Regions from separate parts of the Mus musculus genome. Here region 1 is linked to region 2. A link is a contact called in public Hi-C data. All regions are on one chromosome and are shown on one strand. Each heading gives the region's core, a stretch centred on a gene start, on an enhancer-like site or on the middle of the called end of the contact. The rest is flanking DNA. Distances are from core to core; before and after follow the strand shown. Region 1 has its middle 170 kb from the start of Gm31330. Region 2 has its middle 59 kb from the start of Gm31330.

The links. Hi-C and Micro-C count contacts between places; a contact is called where the count stands out from the background.
Region 1: a contact with region 2 is called in a Hi-C map of the 3T3-L1 cell line, with 6 times the contacts expected there. The contact joins two enhancer-like sites. A contact is called at or near these places in 1 of 39 promoter capture datasets (the 3T3-L1 cell line), 1 of 15 datasets of contacts at CTCF or cohesin (the NIH/3T3 cell line), 5 of 484 Hi-C or Micro-C datasets (the 3T3-L1 cell line, the C2C12 cell line, adipose-derived mesenchymal stem cells and 2 more) and 1 of 115 datasets of contacts at active chromatin or transcription factors (pancreatic cancer cells).

What each region holds. Positions count from the first base shown.
Region 1 is chr10:37,601,071-37,604,392 of GRCm38.p6, reverse strand. No RefSeq gene overlaps it. Among named protein-coding and RNA genes, the nearest start is that of Gm31330, 170 kb to the right of the region's middle. Within about 2 kb of position 1,277, at least 41 of the 459 cell types and tissues checked have an H3K27ac peak or open chromatin away from gene starts, as enhancers often do.
Region 2 is chr10:37,493,930-37,497,541 of GRCm38.p6, reverse strand. No RefSeq gene overlaps it. Among named protein-coding and RNA genes, the nearest start is that of Gm31330, 59 kb to the right of the region's middle. Within about 2 kb of position 1,936, at least 21 of the 459 cell types and tissues checked have an H3K27ac peak or open chromatin away from gene starts, as enhancers often do.

The DNA.
Region 1 (3,322 bases), core at 28-2,527, 110 kb before region 2:
ACAGTATTTGCTTTCAAATAATAGGTCCAATGATCCTCATCAGATAGATAAATTAGTATAAATTTCAACAAAAAAAATATGTGCACAAGAAATTACAGGTTTGTTAATTATTATTTTTATTTGCATCTCAAATGTTTCCCCTTCTTGGATTCCCCTTCCAGAGTTCTTCACCCCATCTCCCACCCCCTTTGCCTCTGAAAGGGTGCCCTCCATCCTCCCTCTCTGGGTCATTGAGTTTCTACAGAATTGGGCACATCCCCTCACACTGGTGTCAAATAAGGCAGTCAGTCCTCTCCTACATATGTGCAGAGAAATTGTGGATTTTATTGATAGAAAGTTTGTTGGTTTTTGGAAAAGCTTAGTCCTACTTTCAACATCCCCACTGTGCCCTAACTCTGGATGGCTCCTTCTAAAAGATGCTTCCTTTCAGCATCACAGGAGGTCAAAATCAGAAAGAAACAGAGAGAGCAGCCATGATGGCTGTCATGTTCACCATTAACCTGTTACACAAGCACACTCTGTTTTGTTGGACAAGTGTTTGCTGTGGCTGACTGAGTGAGCTTGGATCTTAGGCTGTGCTTCCTCTGGAAATGGTTCTGGTGATCCAAGCAAAATGCATCCCAAGGGAAACCACCCTCCTCTCAGCTTTATTCTGTGGAAGATGAGGGCTCTGCTGCTGCCAAACCCTGGGGGAGTTTGGGGGAGAGACAGGGTTAGTGCTAAAGGACAAGCATAGATGGCTGTTCTCTTTCCCTCTACCAGAACACCCTACCCTTCATTTATTTCTCAAAATCTGGCCGTCAGCTCCTGGAGCTCAAGCATCTGCTCTCATTTAAAAATGAGTTACAGAGTATTAGGTTCAGCTTTAAACAAGAAAGAAAGAAAGAAAGAAAGAAAGAAAGAAAGAAAAAAAAAACCTTAAATTTTGGGAAAAGCTTTTGTTTAATCACATCAAGTCTGTGTCACAAGCTGAAGAATGCCAGGAAATTCCAAGCTAAAGGCAAATACTTCATTCACAACTCATTCCACAAAGCCTGAAAACAGTGGGTTAGACACCAGAAAAACTCTGATTGTTTTTTGTCATGTCAATTCATGTCATAACCTTGGCATTGTTCTCTCTTTTAATTTAATAATATGAGATTAAACTGATCCTGTTCTCCTATTTCTCATTAGTGCTGAACAAGCACTTTTGGCACACACAATTCAAATCACTGGTATGTTGCTCGGTGCCTCAGTATGTTTGGCTATGAGGTAAAGTGTCTTGACCTGTCATCTATCTCTGAGGCTTGAGAAAGAAATGATTTCAACATTCTTGCTCTTAGCCCATATATATAAATCTATTCTCAATGACATGTCTGCAGCTCTGAGGTTAACACAAAACCATGAGGCACAAAAAGGGACTGGAGGAGAGGGGAAAAAAGTCTCAAAGGCCCAGAAGAGACGGGTGCTAAATCTTCTGCTTTGTGGTCAGCCATGGGTGCTGTGTTTTATAAGTGAAATGAGGAATGTCTGTGGCTCCCTTTTGGATGTGGAAAGTGTTCATTTCTCAACTGGAAAGCTCTGAATTTCTGTACACTTTCAGAGTTGTACATAATAAAAAAAAAACAAAAAAACAAAAAAACAAAACATGGTGCCTGACCCAGACAGCACAGTCCACCTCACTGAGAACTTGAAATAAAAAAAAAAATAGAAAAATAAAAAATCTTCATGACTTTGATGAGCTGAGAACAAAGGGGGAGATAGGAAACTTACAGGGAACTAGCCTTTCCACATGACGACTATCAGTAGTTACCAAAGGACTGATCTGTCAAAGAATTACAACCTTAGTGGGATAGAGTATCTTCTGGAACTGACCCTATTTCAAGATTAGCTTTTCTTCCATCAGTAAGGTCTTACTGAGGACCAATGTACTATACCTACTACAAAGGTAAAGATAGAAGTAATTTTGATGTGCTATTCAACTAATTTTAATATGGCTTTACTGGATATAATACAAAAGAGCTTAGACATCTGTGTGTAGAAACTGGCCAAGGGAACTCAGCATCCATTCCTGATGTGGATAAATCCATGTCTGAGCTATACAGAGTTGATTTCGAATGTCACCTTACTTATTCTTTCAATGGTATATCCTAAGCACCTGATACACAGATACATCCAGAATCTGTCTCTATGGTAGACACAGGTGATGAAGCAGAAGTGATGAGAGAGAGAGAGAGATCTCGTGAAGTTCATAGGAATACTGTGGGATACATGTTAGCCACCACAGAGGTATATAACACACATTGGGGGACTCACACATAGTTGTGATGATATTATTTAAACACATTCCCTAAAATTTCATGTCTAGAGCATGACTCCTGGTTTGGTGACATAGAGTTCATATGGACCATTATCCTGGTGGGAGATTCTGAGGTTAGTGAGACTATGTCCTAAGAGGAGATTGTATATTGAGATGTCATTTGTCTCTCCTGCATGTGACTCTCACCATCCTCTCCCCATGAGGATCTTCTAAGAGCCAGTGCTGTTCCTGAGCTTGCTGTCTCTAAAACAACAAGCGAGGCAACCGTGATGGCTAATACTGATTGTCAACTCAGAATGACTGAGAATTCCCAAAGAAGTCACTTATTAGCATCCCTCTGAGGGGTTATCTAGATTAGACTGAGAATTGGCATCCATCCCACTCTGCTTCCTGATTCCAGGTGAAATGTGACATTGCATCCTGCTGACATAGCTTTGATAGGAAAGACTTATACTCCTTTCCCTCAGAAAATAAGAAAACCAATTAATAGAGTAGGTAAATCTATTTTCTTTATAAAGGTACCTTGTCTCAAATATTTTGTTACAGTAATAAGAAATGGATTAATACAAAAGTGATGAAGAGGGTATAGAAAGGGCCATACTGGGACATCAAACATGGTATGTGTTGGAAAGAAGGGGAAGGGTCATCAGACTTGTTAGATAACTGGTTCTAAATCTTCCCAAGGCTATGCCCCTTTAATACAGTTCTTCATGCTTTAGTGACCACCAACCATAAAATTATTTTCATAGCTACTTTCACAACTATAATTGTGCTACTCATATGAATCCTAATGTAAATACCCATGTTTTCCAATGGTCTGTAGAACACCCCTAAGAAAGAACTGTCCAATCTCTAAAGGGATCCTGATCCACAGGCAGAGAACCTCTGAGTTAGTTGATCATAGAGTAAAGTAATGGTTATAGGCATGCCCAAAAGGGAAAACAAGAGTACAACATATAGAGTTGAAAGTATCTTGATCAGGTATCAACCCTCTAATAGTAACTGCCATGGATTTGGATTAGA
Region 2 (3,612 bases), core at 687-3,186:
GTTGAAACGGCCCTTTCACAGAGGTTGCATAAGATCACCAGAAAATGCAGACATTTACATTACAGTCCATAACAGTAGCAAAATTATACTTCTGAAGTAGCAAGGGAAATGATTTTGATGGTGAGGTGGTCATCACAACCTGTGGAACTGTATTAAAGGGTCACAGTGTTTGAAATGTTAAGAACCACTCCTATGAGCTAATAGGCTCAGCAATATACTGTTACCATCCCATAGTTCTCTATGTTCAACACATTCTGATGGGGCCAAAATAGCAATGTGTGTGCAGGTGTGTTTTTCCTTATGGAATGTCCAGAAAAAAAAACAATCTGGGTTTTTGGCCATTTTCAGTTTTTAGAGACCACCTATAATTCCTCGGCTCTCATCCCTTTCCTTCTATTTTCAAAGCCAGCAATGGCCATTGGAGTTCTCCCACTGCAATGCTCTCGCAGCTTCTGGGGCCTCTCTTTGGTACTTTTGAGAGCTTGCATTGCATACACTAGCAAGATTTCGCTGAAAGGACCCAGATATAGCTCTCTCTTGTGAGACTATGCCGGGGCCTAGCAAACACAGAAGTGGATGATCACAGTCAGCTATTGGATAGGTCACACGGCCCCTAATGGAGGAGCTAGAGAAATTACCCAAGGAGCTAAAGGGAACTGCAACCCTATAGGTGGAACAACAATATGAACTAACCAGTACCCAGGAGCTCTTGTCTTTAGCTGCATATGTATCAAAAGATGGCCTAGTTGGCCATCACTGCAAAGAGAGGCCCATTGGACTTGCAAACTTTATATACCCCAGTACAGGGGAACGCCAGGGCCAAAAAGGGAGAGTGGGTGGGTAGGGGATTGGGGGGGTTGGTATGGGGGACCTTTGGGATAGCATTGAAAATGTAAACGAGGAAAATACCTAATTAAAAAAAAAGAGAGCTTGTAAATTTTATTGAAACAATGGGTGACCAGTGTCACAGCCTTCCATATAGCCTAGCCTATTTTTAGTTTCCAGATATTAGGACATGAGCATGTTTGGAGGGAAGAGAATACTGCTGTTGTTGAAAAATACTACCTTCTGCCTTACATTTTACCAGGCAATTTGGCAAAAATAATTTAAGGTCAGTATATATACTTATTTAGCATTAAAAAGCCTGAGAAATTTTAAATTATCATTCTACCTGATGAAATCAGATGCCCCAAGGAAGAAATGTTTATGTTAACAAGAAATTTAACAAAAAGTAAGTGAAAGAAAATAAAATTTAGAGCAGATTAATAGACAGACAAACAGACAGAAGAGAAATGATTAGATAGATAGATGGATAGATAGATAGATAGATAGATAGATAGATAGATAGATAGATAGATAGTCATTTTTATAAAGCAAACAAAGCAAATCTAAGAAAAAAACACACATCACTGTACTGAGAATAAGAACAGGGTGAAAAATCATCAGAAACTGGAATGAGAATGCCCAGAGGAATAGAGAAAATAGAGAATACTGGAATGCGGTAGTGCTTACCTTACTGTATAATTTACTAAAACGTCATTACATTTTTATTTATTATGATAGGTGTGTTTGATGTTATTTAGTTAAATGTTAATAAAGCAACCCACAGCAAGAGCAAATGAAATTTACTTTGGAAGGTATCTGGTCAAGAACCACTGCTCATTATGAAGACAGAACAAATACCCACCCTCTCTGTAGTCCTTCATCTCATTCCAGTTCAGGAAACCAAGAGATAGCCTAGTTTCTGCTGTTTGTGAAGTAACAATCTCAAATATGGAAGATGAAGACAAGTGAATAATACTCTCACATGACCCAAGCTTCTAGTCCAGCTCTAAAAATGAGTCACGAAGGGAGCCTTTCCCTCATGAACATGTTTAAGGAAAAGCTATGTGCTTGGTTTAGCATAATTGACCACAATAATTACAGTGCATGAGGATTTATGTTGTATTTTTAAGACTGCCAGGTCTGGAGGGCAAAGGGGAATTCATTGTGGAGTGGGAGCAGGGTTCATAGCTTGAAATCCACAAAAAGTCATGCACATTTTTTAAATGTTACAAACTAGCAATTATGGGCTGCAGAAGTATTTGTGCTTGTTCAGAGGTTCCATGGGGAAAATAGGAAGATGTTCATCTTCTCAATAAATTCAGCTCTAAGGAAAAGTGTTACATTGTCAAATATACTTTTATGATTAGCCTCATCTCCAGGAATGGGGTACAGACAGGCCCACCCTTTAAGAGAACCCAAGTCTTTTCTAAAGCTAGGGAGAATGAAGGTATGATTTATATTCTTAAAAAGGGAATAAAATGAAGGTATGATTTAATCTGAATGCTAAATATTATTGGTAGTCAGATTTATATCACACATTAGTCACTGATTTTATTTCAGACCAGTAATAATAAAACAAAAGCCTCTTTGTGTTCCTACAGAGCAAGTTTATCTCCCAGGCTACTTGTCCATACACTGTTAATTTTACCAATTATCAAAACAAGAGAATAAGAAAGTCATTAATTCAACCCCGATTGGAGCATAGGATAGGTATAAAGACTCCCTCAGATCAGAATCATGAAGTAACTATCCTACCATTGCTGTGAGACAAAAGCTTTGTAATTTAAGCTTACTTCATAGGTCATTGTAGTATTGGCAGGTAGTCCTTACAAATGAAAACTTTCTGTTTTAAAACTTTTCAGCTTCTTTCTCTCAACGTGAATAAAAACACAAAGAAACAGGAGAGTGGGGCATGGGTGGCACATGTTTTTAATCCCCACACGTGGGAGAAAGAGGCAGGCAGTTCTTTATGCTTTTGAGGCTATTCTGGTCTACTCAACCAGGATAGGCAGGGCTGCATAGAGAGACCCTCCCCTGAGAGAGAGAGAGAGAGAGAGAGAGAGAGAGAGAGAGAGAGAGAGAGAGGCAGAGACAGACAGAAACAGACAGACAGAGAGACAGAGACAGACAGACAGGCAGGCAGGCAGGCAGGCAGGCAGGCAGGATAATTTTTTACTATGCAACTAAATCCTCTGGTAGCTATGGGATCTTTGAGAAAGACAGTTTCAAGAGCATTCACAAATGCTAAACATTCAGTCTCTTTCTTCCACAATTAAGCAAATAAAGAAACTAAGCTCACAGTGTGTGGGGGGGTGGGGGAGTCCTATGGATGAGGTCACAGTGAGCCCCAATTGTTCATCTAAGGAGCTCTGTATGTTGTGTTTTTAGTGTCTCCATGACACCTGAGGTTCCTTGATAAGGCTAGATTGGCAGGCCAGTGAGTCCTGGGAATCTGTCTCTGCCTCCTCACCAATCGGGTGAGGAGCACAGGAACAGCACAGCAGGCTTCCTTACTGGGGTACTGGGGCCTGTGCTCTGGTCTTCGTGCTCATATTAAAAGCACTTTGCAGACTGAGCTATCTCTCCAGTCCTCTTGCTGGTGTTTTATACTGAAAAACTTCAACAGCTATCTGAATCTGATTTTAACCCATCCTGTCCTTAATCAAATTATGTCAACTCTTATTAAAGCCAGGAGGATAATACCTACACATAAGCCTTAAGCAACCACTACACAAGCAATAATAAAGTAGATCAGAGGATAAACATTGACTGAGCAAAATTTAGTTT